4 separate regions of the Mus musculus genome follow, and all the other regions are linked to region 3. A link is a contact called in public ChIA-PET, Hi-C and HiChIP or PLAC-seq data. All regions are on one chromosome and are shown on one strand. Each heading gives the region's core, a stretch centred on a gene start, on an enhancer-like site or on the middle of the called end of the contact. The rest is flanking DNA. Distances are from core to core; before and after follow the strand shown. Region 1 overlaps Babam2 (BRISC and BRCA1 A complex member 2). Region 2 overlaps Babam2 (BRISC and BRCA1 A complex member 2). Region 3 overlaps Babam2 (BRISC and BRCA1 A complex member 2). Region 4 has its middle 8.1 kb from the start of AI839979.

What was found. Hi-C and Micro-C count contacts between places; a contact is called where the count stands out from the background. ChIA-PET counts read pairs in DNA pulled down with a chosen protein or histone mark. HiChIP or PLAC-seq counts read pairs in DNA pulled down with a chosen protein or histone mark.
Region 1: a BATF HiChIP or PLAC-seq map of CD8 T cells shows a contact between it and region 3, with 5 read pairs. The contact joins two enhancer-like sites. A contact is called at or near these places in 2 of 15 datasets of contacts at CTCF or cohesin (both in the NIH/3T3 cell line), 31 of 484 Hi-C or Micro-C datasets (the 3T3-L1 cell line, the AML12 cell line, the BV-2 cell line and 22 more), 3 of 115 datasets of contacts at active chromatin or transcription factors (CD8 T cells, the HPC-7 cell line and acute myeloid leukemia) and 3 of 9 other capture datasets (adipose tissue, liver and pancreatic islet).
Region 2: an RNA polymerase II ChIA-PET map of effector CD8 T cells shows a contact between it and region 3, with 114 read pairs. The contact joins two enhancer-like sites. A contact is called at or near these places in 3 of 15 datasets of contacts at CTCF or cohesin (CD8 T cells and the NIH/3T3 cell line), 17 of 484 Hi-C or Micro-C datasets (the AML12 cell line, CD4 T cells, ECoMG myeloid progenitors and 10 more), 4 of 115 datasets of contacts at active chromatin or transcription factors (CD8 T cells, the HPC-7 cell line, effector CD8 T cells and 1 more) and 4 of 9 other capture datasets (adipose tissue, embryonic stem cells, liver and 1 more).
Region 4: a Hi-C map of Th17 cells shows a contact between it and region 3, with 5 times the contacts expected there. The contact joins two enhancer-like sites. A contact is called at or near these places in 2 of 15 datasets of contacts at CTCF or cohesin (CD8 T cells and the NIH/3T3 cell line), 16 of 484 Hi-C or Micro-C datasets (the HPC-7 cell line, the STO cell line, Sertoli cells and 10 more), 8 of 115 datasets of contacts at active chromatin or transcription factors (CD8 T cells, the HPC-7 cell line, bone marrow-derived macrophages and 5 more) and 2 of 9 other capture datasets (adipose tissue and pancreatic islet).

The regions. Positions count from the first base shown.
Region 1 is chr5:31,934,671-31,937,977 of GRCm38.p6, reverse strand. All of the region lies in intron 7 of Babam2 (BRISC and BRCA1 A complex member 2), which reads right to left. Among named protein-coding and RNA genes, the nearest start is that of Gm52770, 63 kb to the left of the region's middle. Within about 2 kb of position 1,892, at least 41 of the 459 cell types and tissues checked have an H3K27ac peak or open chromatin away from gene starts, as enhancers often do. A contact at or near this core is called in CD8 T cells and pancreatic cancer cells, where this site is marked.
Region 2 is chr5:31,916,675-31,920,117 of GRCm38.p6, reverse strand. All of the region lies in intron 7 of Babam2 (BRISC and BRCA1 A complex member 2), which reads right to left. Among named protein-coding and RNA genes, the nearest start is that of Gm52770, 80 kb to the left of the region's middle. Within about 2 kb of position 1,372, at least 50 of the 459 cell types and tissues checked have an H3K27ac peak or open chromatin away from gene starts, as enhancers often do. A contact at or near this core is called in CD8 T cells, the HPC-7 cell line, Th1 cells and 4 more, where this site is marked.
Region 3 is chr5:31,711,695-31,715,138 of GRCm38.p6, reverse strand. All of the region lies in intron 2 of Babam2 (BRISC and BRCA1 A complex member 2), which reads right to left. Among named protein-coding and RNA genes, the nearest start is that of Babam2, 15 kb to the right of the region's middle. Within about 2 kb of position 1,483, at least 70 of the 459 cell types and tissues checked have an H3K27ac peak or open chromatin away from gene starts, as enhancers often do. A contact at or near this core is called in CD8 T cells, the HPC-7 cell line, Th1 cells and 6 more, where this site is marked.
Region 4 is chr5:31,561,590-31,565,008 of GRCm38.p6, reverse strand. It overlaps a transcript of Slc4a1ap not described here. Among named protein-coding and RNA genes, the nearest start is that of AI839979, 8.1 kb to the left of the region's middle. Within about 2 kb of position 1,273, at least 72 of the 459 cell types and tissues checked have an H3K27ac peak or open chromatin away from gene starts, as enhancers often do. A contact at or near this core is called in CD8 T cells and Th17 cells, where this site is marked.

The sequences.
Region 1 (3,307 bases), core at 643-3,142, 220 kb before region 3:
TACCTGTGATATGCCCCACACAGCCAACCATGGTTCCACTGTCTTGTCAAGACCTTTGGTAAAGGCATCTTTTGAGACTTGACCACAGTGACACCTTTTTAGAGGAAGTGCTTTGTGCTAGCCTCCTTGAGTTCTGGAAGAAAAAGCCTTTGAATAGGGTCCGAGAAAGTCTAAGTATTAGTGAACCTCCTTCCTTGTTCAGGTAAATACAAGAATTTGGCTCTAACGTTTACTAGCTGTGTGGTCTGGAGAAAATTACTGACGTCTCTAAGTGCTGGATTCATCATCAATAATAAGAAAGATAGTGGCACCTATGATATAGAAATACAGATTAATAACACCACAAGGAAAAAATTAACATATAATCACCACAACTGTCTGTTTAACAGGTAGCACAGACTTTATTATTTTGGAACATAGGGTAAAATAAATCTTGGCCACAAGGAGTGCCATCCAAAAGGACTTAGTAAATTTCATTAAGACATATATTTCTAAGTAACTTGTAATTAGACATATAGGGTTTTTAATAATTATATTTCTGAGGTTTGTAAATGTTACTTTTGTTATTCTACTTACTCTCTATAAACTGACCCACTGTTCATTGGTTCCCTTCTTTATGACAAATCAGTTTCTATCTGTCTCTGTCTGTCTGTCTCTAGCCCCTCCCCGCTTCTCTCTTGGTTCTCAAGCTGGGCCAGAAACTGGAACTCATGACCCCTGGCCTTACCCTCCTGAGTTTGGAATTACAGGCATATGCCACCATATACTTTAGTGTTATGTTACTAGTGGGAATATTCAGTCGGAATTATTCACTTGCATTTATTCATGTAATCAGACTTAAGGAATTATATAAATAAAATCCAACTTTGCTACAAAGCTAGCCAATTCCTGAGGAGTTTAAGTTTTCCAGCATTCTACCCATGACCCCTTTCACTTTTCACTGCTATTGGCAATGAATCAGTTCAGACCTAACCTACAGAATACCAAATCTACACTCACACTCAGACTCTTTCCAAGTGTCATTATACATTTCCTCCTGTCTCTAGGACTTCCGCCTAGAAGGAGGTACTTTCAAGTCACTGAGAGAGATGGTGCATGCAAAGGGCCAACTGAAGCTGAACACAGAGCTAAAGAAACAAACCAGAGGCAGAGACACCACAGGCCTGACAACAGTGGGCTGGCATTGTGTAGCCCAGGACTTGAACTCGAGTGAACTGCAGCTGCAGGGATGACTCCCTGTGGAAACGTGCCCAGAGGAGAAGGATGCAGTCATGGCCATACCAGCTAGTGTGAAGCAGGGACAGAGACAACGGGAAACTATCACTCCTGCTGCAGAACTCAAGCAAGGGCCAGCAGCAAGAAAATTCACCTGGATACCACCCAAGTAGCTCAGCTACCCAAGGTAAAACCAGAAACAGACAGATCTAAATCTAAATGTGCTGTTTGGGGTTCTGCTCCTCTCTACTCTCCCAAAGGTGTCTTCTCTATGGTATTCACTATTTTGGTTAAAAGGGTATCTTACAAGTATAATCCCTCAGCAGCCTAGAACGTTGCCTCAGCACCTTAGTCCTGTTTCCTCTTCCTCATAACTGTCCATCCCAAGCCAGCACCCTCTACATAACCATATTTATAAATCACAATTTTTAAAAAAAGATTTTATTTATTATTATACACAAGTACACTGTAGCTGTTTTCAGATGCGCCAGAAGAGGGCTTCAGGTCTCATTATGGGTGGTTGTGAGTCACCATGTGGTTGCCGGGATTTGAAATCAGGACCTTTGGAAGAGCAGTCAGTGCTCTTACCCGCTGAGTCATCTCTCCAGCCCCCTATAAATCACAATGTTGAGTGTATCCATTTTTTTCAAGGCTCCTATAACTAAGTGCACACAGACTGAGTCACTGAACACAGAAGTGCACTTCCTGGTTTAGAGGTAAAGTGCTGGCTGCTGAGTCTCTTCTCAGCATGCTTTCATAGACTTCTCCCTCTGCCTCTCATCTTCCTTTTCTGGTAAGGACCCCAGCCCTACTGACTAAAACACTCCTAAACAACGTCAATTTAACTTAACATCCACTGAAAGGACCCATCTCCAATACAGTCACTTTCTGAGGTCTTGGGGATGGGACCAGAGCATATGGATTTTAAGCAAATACAACTGAGCCTATGACATTGAGTGTGTGACTCACTCATTTTAAACACATTGAGTGTGTGTTTAAAAGTTGTCATTGCTCGTACCTTCTCTTTTCTGAAAGATATATGTGTGTGTGTATATATGCATATATAATATATATGTATATTATATATATGAATGATTTTTAAGCCTTATTTGCAAAATAAGTGAGCTAGGCTGCTGCCCACCTTGAGTTCTCAGCTTTACCTTCATCATTTCTTATATCCTAGTTACTGGCCTCTCTGGACCATTTACCATTTTGCAAACACATCTTCCATATATGCTGTTCTATGTCTAGAATAAACACATGTCAAATAGTCTGGGAAGGTATTTTTGATGCCTGAGGCAGAGCCAATTACACTCTTGCCATTCTTCAAAGAACTTTGAACTCTACTATTATAGTGTGCATCACCTTGAATTGTAATTAATCCTTTATATGCCTTTCTCCCTCACTACAATGGGAATTCCTTGAAGGCCAAGACCACGTCTGGTTTTACTTATTGCTGACTCCTTTGTACCCAGAGCTGTACCTGGTACACAGCAGGAGCTAAATATATATGTGTATTTCTTGAACAAAGGAAATGAAAAAGTAAGTGAACACATGAACAAAAGAGAGACAGAAGAAAGGGTTTGACTTAGTATTTAATAGCTAGGACGGTGGCACGGAACGCACCGAACTTAAGCACAGGCTTCAGAGCGGCCTGGCTGCATAAAGTACTGACTGAGCCACAGGGAGAACAGATACAATGAAGGGATCTGGAGTTGTTTACTTGAAGGAAAGTCATAGAAGCAGATTATCTTTGGGGTAAGAAGGAAATGGGTTGAGAAAAAGCCTATAAACTTCTTGGAAGCCAGTGCACCAACACACATGTGACAAGGCGAGCTGAGCTGTACTCAGATCCAAGAACAAAAGGTTCCCAGTTTAAGCTATGGAAGGGTCCATTCCAGAGAGCAGCTGGGCAGAACTTCCTCACATGAAGACTTCTTAATGTATGGGAAAAAGAAAGAGCAAAACAAAACAAGCAAGAGCAGCAAAAGGGGATAATTAGTGTAAACAGTTTAAGGTTTCTTTTTCTTCCTTTTTTCTGTAATGCACTAGACAAACCCCAAGAAGAGGGGAAGCGTTGTGGGATAAACAT
Region 2 (3,443 bases), core at 123-2,622, 210 kb before region 3:
GACTGGGAAGGAGAAAGGCAAATCTGGAACTGCCAACATAAGCTCATGTTATAGGTTCCACACACAGCCCTCCAAGGCGAAAAATCTCACCCTGAAAGTAACGGGCCAGCCAACCAGAGTAAGCTTAGGGTGTTTCTAGGATCACCCTAGAAATCTCTTCTATAAATAGAAATAAGCTTGTTAAATAACCTAAAAAGGTAGCCACTTTCCCACTGGAACTAAAACAAAACAAAAACGATTACTTATATTTTCCTCAAGTGAGGTGACAGGAGCCATTGATGGGACATCTAAAACTGTACTGGACATTTAGCAGACAAGGGTAAGTGATGTGAAGGGTCCTGCACTACATAACAGAACCACAAGCCAAAGTGAGCACAGTATCCATGTTGAGAAATGCAACGTACTGCCACGAAAACTTCCCAATGGGACTAAGTTTAAAATGTTAACATGTTTCTTTTTGTTTGTATTCCTTTAAAAATAATAATTCAGGGGGAGAAGCAAAAAACCTAAATATTTTAACCACCTTAAATGCGAACATGACTATGGTGGTTTGTATATTCTTGGACCAGGAAGTGGCACCATTTGGAGGTGTGGCCTTGTTGGAATAGGTGTGACCTTGTTGGAGTAGGTGTGTCACTGTGGGCATGGGCTTAAGACTCTGACCCTAGTTGCCTGGAAGTCAGTCTTCCACTAGCAGCCTTTGTATGAAGACGTAGAACTCTCAGCTCTGCCTGTGCCTTGCCTGCCTGGATGCTGCCATGCTCCCACCTTGATGATAATGGACTGAACCTCTGATCCTGTAAGCCAGCACCAATTAAATGATGTTTTTTTTTTTTTTTAATAAGACTTGACTTGGTCATGGTGTCTGTTCACAGCAGTAAAACCCTAAGACAATGACATAAAGTTTTAAAAACGACTTGTCAAAATGAGAACAGCTTCCATTTCTGGGGTAGGTAGGCACTCTCAGCACTGAGCTACACTTCTGGCACCAACAACTCTCTAAGATAGAAGAGAGTTTCAAAGGCTGCCATGAGTACAGGCTCTCCACTTATTTCCCAAAGACTGAGAATGTGGGTAAAGGTAAATTGGGCTTTGTGGCTATTGATCTTCAAGACAAAATCTTTCAAAATAAGTTGCTGATAATGCTATCAAAGGGAGCTTTAAAATGTAAACATGAAAACCCCCAAACAAACAAAACAAATAAACAGAAAACAGAGACCTGACTTGGAAACTTGACCTTCAGCAGCAGTAATGAAAAGTAACAAAATGATGACGGCTAAAACCAAGAAACACACTTTCAAATGACAGCACTTGGTAAGTTGCGGCTTCCTCTTGAGAGCAGAGGAGGGCAGGAAGTGGGCAGACAGACAGGCACCTCTGAGCACTGAGGGCCTGGAGCTAGGGGAGTTGGATACATGATAACCAGGCAGTGCTGCGGGTGCAAGGCTTTCTTTAATTTTGAATTGCTGTGAATTGTGTAGGGGCGGTAGCCTTTACTCATGAAAAGTGCAAAGCTTGAGTGTAGGGTTTGTGAAACCTGAGCCTAGATAAAAATAGGCCCTGAGGGCTTCCTAAAGATTGATGATCATAGACTGATATTCCGTGGAAGGTGTTCCTGCCACTGCCCCATGCTTTCTACTGTCCTCACGCAAAGCAAGTCCTATACTGCTGATTCTCCAGCCTGGCAGTTGCTACTGATGTCCAGTGTGTAGAAGCCAAGGATGCAACTGACTTTCAAGTAGTAGAAGAGAAAACCCTTCCTCCCAAATAAAACTAGGGATTCAACCCAAACAGCCAACGGTGCAGAGGTTGGGGACTAGGTAGAGACTAAGGCACTGAAACGTCACAGTTACCGAATGCTCACTAGCCTCACAAGGTATCACCTATTAGCACAGTAGAATGGGGATTCTTTCAAACAGTAGGGCAGTCAGTATGATTCTAAATGGATAGTAAATTAGTTCCAATCTGATTTTTACTTCTTAAATTGCACTTTTCGCTCTTTGAAAGTTCCATACATTTTTACACTATATATTGCTCATACCCACTCAGCACATCTATCCCCCAGCTCCCCCTACGGCATCCCACCAGCTTCTTGTCTCTTCTTCTTGTTTCATTAATTGTAATGTCACATTTAAAATGCCTAGGCCCACCTTGGAAAACACTTAACTATTACCACTAAGGCCAAGGAGATCCCTTGGCCCAGGTCAGCATTGCTAGAGTCTAACTGTCCAGATATCAATAGTACTGACCACCACTTGCCAGGCACAGCTCAAGGTTGCTGTCAGAACTGAATGGATGACTCCTCAAGCTCCACAACTTCTAGATCAACAATCGAAGCTGCAGAACTGCTTTAAGAAGTAGCATTTGTGTATCTTTTAAACTCAGTGTAAACTATTCAAACTCACCATAAGAGCACTTAAAGTATGAAACAGAGGAACTCATTAGTGCTATCAAGCGCAGACACACACATGTGTAGCCACACACACGAAGGTACACACACATGCATACCTATTCCTCTGCTCAAATATAACATAGTCTTCATATTGGCATTATTGTTTACTATTGTAGTACTTTAGTAAATTTTTAGTTCACTGTAGAATACAGACTACAGTCCTCATGTATTTTTTTGACTTTTAAATGCATTTAGTTTAAACAATTGCAAATCCAAGCCCTCTAGTTTACTCCTCCCCCTTCCACGTCCTCCTTGGGTCTGGCAGTCACCATTTTACTATTGAAATCTCTATTTCTATATGTTCATCCTTTAAAGAAAGATTCCACACAGATGTGCGATTATAAAGTAGCTTTCTCCTTGTGTTTGGCTTATGTGGCTTAGCAGAATAATCTCTAGGTTTATCTATGTTGTTGCAAAATGGCAGTACCTCTGTTCTTACAGCTGGATAATCTCTGCCCCCTCTGTGAGGGAGAGAGAGAGAGAGTAGAGTGGGGAGAGAGGAATGCCATAATTCATCTGTCAATTGCGGACACCACCTAGGCATGCAGACTGGAACAGTTGTCTCCAGCACCTTTGTTCCTTACAAACTGATTTCTGCTTTTACAGGAGAAGTCTGAGGGTGGTGAGATGCTCCAGTGGGTCAAGACACTTTCCACCAAGCCTGACAACCCGGGTTTGATCTCCAAGATCTACATGGTGGAAGGAGAATCTTGTGAACTTTCTTCTGGCCTCATCAGCTGTGCTGTGGCACATACGTGTGCACACATGTCCACATATGCACACACATAAGAATTTTAAAAAACATTGGGAAAAATTAAATTAATAGTTTCTGGTAAATAACCCTAACAGAATAGAAACAATGAAAGCTGGTCACCAAAATGTCTAATGTCTACATATGAATATTCTAAGAAGTTTTCTTAAGTCTATTAACAGAAAAATGTAGCAAAGATTTCAAAATATCTTTCCTTGGTCTTAAAAGGTATTAAATGGT
Region 3 (3,444 bases), core at 234-2,733:
ATTGCAATCAGAACACAGTTTCCAAGAGCATCAACAACTACTTACTGAGTAACTACTTTGTGCCAGTTAAAGGTGTGCAGTGTAAAACAAAACAGGCATCGTCCCCGGGGGGGCTAAAAGTCTTCAATAAAAACAACACTAACAGCAGGTACGATGGCTCACACCTGTAATACTAGCTCTCAAGAGACTAAAACAGCACGGTTTGTGTGAGTCTGGAACCAACCTGGGCTACATAATGAAATTCTCTCAACATTCCCACAAGAAGGCAATCAGGCAGGAAGGCAGGAGACGAAATGAAAGAAGTAACTAGAACTCATCCTGAGGATGCAATCCAAGGCATACACATCCCACACATCCCAGTGGAAACCCTCAGCATCATTTTTTTATTGTTATCTGAAGCTTTAATATAATATTTTTTCGTTCTTTGAGAATTTTATAAAATGTTCTTTTGATCATATTCACTTCCTGCTCTTCTCCCTATCCCCTCAACCCCTTGACCCTACTCCCAACTTCCCGTCATCTTCATTTAAGTCCACTGAGTATAAATTGTGCCATCCATATAGTCACAGGTATGAAGCCATCCACTGAAGCATGGTTGGCTCACCAAGGGCCACATCCTTAAAGGAAACTGACTATCTCACACCCAGAAGCCACCATGTCAATAGTTCCTTAGTTAGAAAAGAAAGGCTCAAGAGCTGTTTCCTCTCCACGCTAGAATATTCGTCGGCTTAATGTCTTGCTGATCTTATACAAGTAACCACAGCTATTGTAAGTTCCTAAGCACAGAGGCCCTCCCATGTCCAGACAATACTGTTTTGCTCTGGCCCTCCCTGACTTCTGGCTCTAATCACCTTTCTCCTTTTAGAGGGAGGGAAACACAGATATTCCGTTTGTGACTGAGTCCTCCACTAACACTCTCTGCACTTTGACCAGTGTTGAGTTTCGATGTTAACCACCACGTGCTGCAAAGACGCCTCTCTGCTGGATCCTGAGAGCTGTACTCTATTATCTATAGAGGTAGAGGTGAGAGCAGTAAATACCACGTCCACTTAGGAGAACAGCACTAATGGGCTCACCCCTGGGGAAGGTGAACCCCCCACCAGACCCAGGTCCTTGGCAAGATTACAGTACCAGGCATGCACTTCCTCTCATGCTCATGGAGAGGGCCTTAACCCCATCAGAAAGTGCAGCCCCAGAATAACCAAGCCACTACTGTACCCACAGGCATATCCTGCCACTCCAGGCATCACTGCAGCTCAGTGTTCAAGGCTTAGGCTGCTGCTGATTTTCCCCCAGCAGCCTACACAGAACCTTCTAGTACCATGAAAGCTAAGCCAGCAGGAAGGAAGCTTCGTGGTCAGTACAAACTTTATTTCTCCATGTCCAGTAATCAATGTGTGTGGTGCCTTCAGCAATAACCCAACACTATTAAAGTCTATGGATACTGGGGGTTTTTTCCTACAGAAGTTCAGTTTACAAAGTAGAGACTGTAAGAAACTAACCATGACCAAGAATGAGATGGAACAACTGTAACTATACACAATCATAAAAGCCATGTGAACAAGGCTGCTTTCTATTTAGAGTTTCAAGAAATACTAGTATTTTTGGATCGTGGGTGGCTGCAAATAACTGAAACTACAGAAAGCGAAACTTCAGATAAGGAAAGACTACTATGTAAAGATTACACTATAGCCATCAAAGCATTCCTATTACAAAGACAGCATTATTCACAGCAGCTTATACCATTGTCCTTACTGCTAGATCTAGCCCTGCTTGAGTTAACCAATAACTTGGCATGAGCTAATCATATACCCTACCTCCATAATCATAACAATATAATCACTAACTCTCCATTAAAAGGTTTTTACTCTGGAGGAAGCAGGTGCACTGAGGAATGGAAGGGAAGGCAGTACTAGGAAAGGCCCAATTTCAATACAGTTTCTTCTAGGTGTGTGTGTGTGTGTGTGTGTGTGTGTGTGTGTGTGTGTGTATTCAAGTAGGTTAATGCATGAGTGGGTGTGCATGTTCCCGTTCATGTGCCCACATGCACACATGAAGGCCAGAGGTCAATGTCACAGGTCTTCCTCTGTGACTCTCTACCTTGTTTTTTTGAGACAGGGTCTCTTGCAGAACCTGAAGCTCAACAATTTGGCTAGGCTGACTTGTCAATAAGTTCCAGAGATCTGCCTATCTCTGCTCCCCAAATGCCTGCCTGCTAGCTCTGGGGTTACAGATGTGTGCTCCCACTCCTGGATTTTATGTGTGTGCTAGGGAATCCACACTTGCATTTCATGATTTGTGTGGCAAGCACTTTACCAAGTAAGCCATTTCCCCAGACCCTTTTCTAACCTTTAAAGAAAAAATTACAGGTGAAGGAGGCTAGAGAAGAGAGTTCAACTTCACAAAAGTCAACTTAACAAAGTGAAGAATATATACTAAGTACCTTGGATTTCAACAAGGTAAGAATTTTGTGCATCAAATGATATTATCAATATTGTAAAATAGTGTCCCAAGTTACCTTTCTACAGACCATATTATACAAAATTATATGGTGAGTCGGTAAAACTAAGCACAGAATTGCTGTACAATCCAGCAAGTCCTAGAAAACAAGCTTAGAGAGTTGGACATCTTTACCAACAGCATCACTGTTCACAGCAGCCAAGAAATGCGTACAATAGACATCACTGGAAAAAGTACACAATATGATATATACACGTGAAGTTGCAGAAACACACCACAGAAAGAGAGAGAGAGAGAGAAATACTACTCAACATTAAAATGGAAAAAATTTCTGACACATACTACAATATGGATTAACCTTGAATATACCATGCAAAGTGAAATAAGCTATTCACAAAAAGATAAATAACTCTATGACTCTACTTACTTACTACCTAAAATAGTTAAACTCATAGAGACAAAGTAAATGCCATTTGTCACTGGTTGAGTGAAGGGAAGACCAGGGAGTTACTTTCTCATGGGTACTTGAGTTTGCAAACCTTAAAAAGGGCTGGCCACAAGTACACCACCTTCACATTTGGGTGGACTATACATTATAAAACAACAGATTTTATGTTACATATATTTTTCCCACATTAAGAGGTTGTACAAGGATCAAACTGTACCTGTATTTTAATAATTAAGTGAACCACTAAAAATAATACTTTTAAATTAAAACATCTAAAAGTCCAGAGATGAAAAAAAAAATCATTGAGGATTTAAAAGATGAAAATGGCCTCCAAAATGTCAAATTGATTCAAGACTTGCTTTCCATAAATTGATGAGTAAAAGTTGAGATAAAAACCTTTTCAGAAAACAAAAAGTCAAGAGCAGCAAGGTCACTAGGATAAATTTCATTTTCATGACATGCCATGAGAAAGATAACCAAATTACTCAGGAAATGTGTCCCTGAAAGGGAAGGTTATAAAATCATTCTTCAGGCAG
Region 4 (3,419 bases), core at 24-2,523, 150 kb after region 3:
TGTGTGGGCAGTAAGCTCAACTGTACTTAGTAATTGGGTTTCTCGGCAAAGAGAAGGTAGGGCCTGGATAGACAGACACTAGCACAACCAATTCCTTCGAAGCCTCAACACACTTTCGCACCATTCTAATGTGACTTAAGGCGGGGAGGAATTCCATACCCCACTCTACAGAGGCGGAGGAGAAGGTGAACAGTTCAGCGTTCCGTTGCTTAGGCAGACTCAGGCTTGCAATTATTTTGTCAATAGTTTTGTTACATCTTCCTGCTTTACCAGAGTTTCTTAAAACTTGACTTTGGGAACCTTAAACTTCCTACTCTTTGCCTTGCTGTCTACCAACAACAGTTTTGAGCCACGGTCTCACATATACTAGGCTGGCCACAGACTCCCTATTAACCAAGAATCCTCCTGTATCTATGTCCTGGGTACTGCGATTAGGTGTGTGCTACAATGTTCCCAGGGCTTTGTGTGCACCTGGCTGGCACCTGGCTGTCACCACCTGAGCAAGCTATAGTTTCCAGCCCTGCTCTTAACTGGACCCACACTGAAAGTTAACTTTGGGAGCAGGGGATGGGAATGGCTCAGCATGGAAGAGGGCTTGCTCGATAAGCATGAGGACCCAGGTTTGAACCCCTAGATGGACACAGCTCCATGTGCCTGTATTTCCAGCATTGGGAGGGGCGGGGAATTGGGGCAGGAACGAACAGATCTAGAGAGCTCAATGGCCAGTCAGCTTGCCCAAAACAGGGTTTCTGGTTTAGCGAGGCAAACTAGGTGTGTCTTCAAAAGTCACTAGTTTCCAATCTGTTTCCTTCAACATCAATGACAGCCATGCCCTTTTTGCCACTCAAGTACGACAGAGGACAGATCTGGGGAAGGAGAGGTGTGAGAATCCTCTGTAAACCATAAAGTTGTAAGAGCACTATGGGATGGCCCAAATCTCCCACTGACTGTTCTCCCTGTGACTGGCGAATGACTCTCAAGGAGAAAACAAGGGCAGAAACGATGGGTTGGAAAGAGATTTGGGGAGCAGCCTCTGGTTGGAGAGGGATTTGGGGCACAGCTGTTGGACCTTGGCTAAGTCCCCGGGCTAGCGCGCTGCTTCAGGTGTCAGGTTTGGAAAGACACTGCTGCGCTGAAACAACTTGCTTCCCTCAACTTCCTTCAGAAGACTGGCTCTCTTTGATCCTTTTTTTCTGACTTGGAGCCTTTTCCTCAGACTTTGCAAGTTAGCTGAATAGTCGTGGTTCTCTACTGCCCTCGTGTGGTTGCTCCCTAACATTGCTGCATGGGCTTCGGAAGGGATCTGAGGGACAAAAGCCAACCTGACCAAGGAAAGCAAAGCCAAGCTTCCAAATCAGCACTGTCCAGGGCCAGCAGAAGACTTCTACCCCAATTAAAGTCAGCATCTTGAAGCCGGTGCTCCTCCATGGGAGGGGGCGAAGCTACTGTAGTGGGGAATGCTGACAACAGAGAGGCCACATGTGTGAAGACAGGGACAGAGGAAACTGGACTACAGGCTGGCTGTTCAACTTCTCTGTGAACTGAAGACTGTTTTAAAGGGACACTATTTTTAAAATGACACTTCGAAGAAAATAAAAACAATTTTACCAATCACAATTTTCTAATATATACACCTCTAGGTACAGTCACTCCTTGTTAACCATGGCTACCCAGGGTCCCCTGCACATGCCCAAATCACACCATGTTTGCTTAATAGAGCTCTAAGAAAACAGCCTACTTCAAAAGAAGAGGATTTGGGGGGGTGTCTGTTATTGAGAGAGGGTTTACTATGTAGCCCTGGCTGGCTTTGAAGTTACCAGGCTGGCCTCAAAGTTGGAGATTTAGATTATCAGCATACCTAATCAGGTGGTATAAAGGGCATGATAAAAGCACGCCAGGACTCATGATGACCAAAAAAGTACAGAAAGCCTAAGCGTATTGCAGGGATTTGATCCTGGGGAACCTTCAGGCTTCAGAGCCAGGCACTCCGTGTAAGGGTGTATCCGATGGCAGCAGAGCCAGCTAGCAGACAGGGGAAACCTGGGAAGAGGCCTGGCGTGAGGGCAGTGTGGTTTAAAGCTTTACTTGAACAATCTGAACCAGATGAGAGGGATGAAGAAGCTGCCCTCAGGAAGGAGCCATTTCCCTTCACATGCCAAGCTGGCTAACTCTTCTCCCGATGCCAAGTGCTATGGAGGAGAAAGCTGGCCTCCCATGGAATAGAGGTCTCAGATCCACCATGAAGCATGGTGTGGCAAACCCCTTAATCCAAGGCATGGCGAGGTCTGCTAGAGAACAGAGACATTGTGAAAACTTAAAGAGACAAGTCTCAGGATCAAAGAATGGTTAGTCACAAAGGAAGACCATTCTGGTTTGATAGCGTGACCCACTCACCAAAGGTCAACGGGCCTTATGTCATTTCCCAGAAGCTCAGCATCTGGTTGGATCAAATCCTGTATGGGATTCAGCCCCAACACGCCCCCCTCTTCCTCCAGGAAGATCCCTGCTTCTGACTGCCACAGAGCTGGCAGGCTTCCCTCTGGCTTCCATTTTTTCAGGAAGCCATCTACAGCTGCTGGTCCCTGTCACATGCTATGTGGTGGGTGGCGGCGGCAGCTTTTCAATGGTAAAACAGATTTCAGGTTACAGCTAAGGGCTTCAAAGTTAGTTCAGAAATGTGTTGGATTTCCAAAGACGGCTAACCCTTCCAGTTCTAGGGATGTAGTAAGGGCTTAGACTTCAAGGGGCTAAGCTTCATTCCAATTCCTATTTGTTTTGGAACAATTCTAGGAAGAATGTTTATGGCAAGCAGTCAAAAACCACTGATGGAATGTGCTAGGTACTTTGTATGGTAAGAAGTCTCTGATCTCAAAGAGTTTTGGTCTCAAGAAGAGGACACATACCTCGTGCTAATACTTTACTCTGCTTTTTCCTTCCCAAAGCTTTGCTGATGCCTGTCCACTGCACTGCCCTGTCATTTCTGCTATTAGATGCTACTGCCCTAAAGTCACACAAAGCCACTATGCTCAAGTAAACAAAATTTAGACATATGTGGTGGTGGTGGTGGGAGTGTGGAACTCTTAGCAGTCAAGAGCCCTTACTGCTCTTCTAGAGGATAGGAATCTGTTCCCAGCGGCCATAACTCACAGCGTCCTCCAGCAACCAACCCCACGGGCTGCAACATCCTCTCCTGGACGTCCGCTGTAGGCACCTGCACATGCACCATAAACTCACACAGAAGAGACAAACTGCACGCTTCTTAAAAAGGGAATATGTATTTTAGGGACTGGCTGTAAGGGAAGGGATTCTCAGCAAGGGCAGCCCCCAAAAGAATACTATGTAGGAAGTCCATTTGCTTCTAAGCAACTCCAGTCTGACCAGAGAAGTCAACCCAGCTGGAACATGGAGATTCCTAAAAA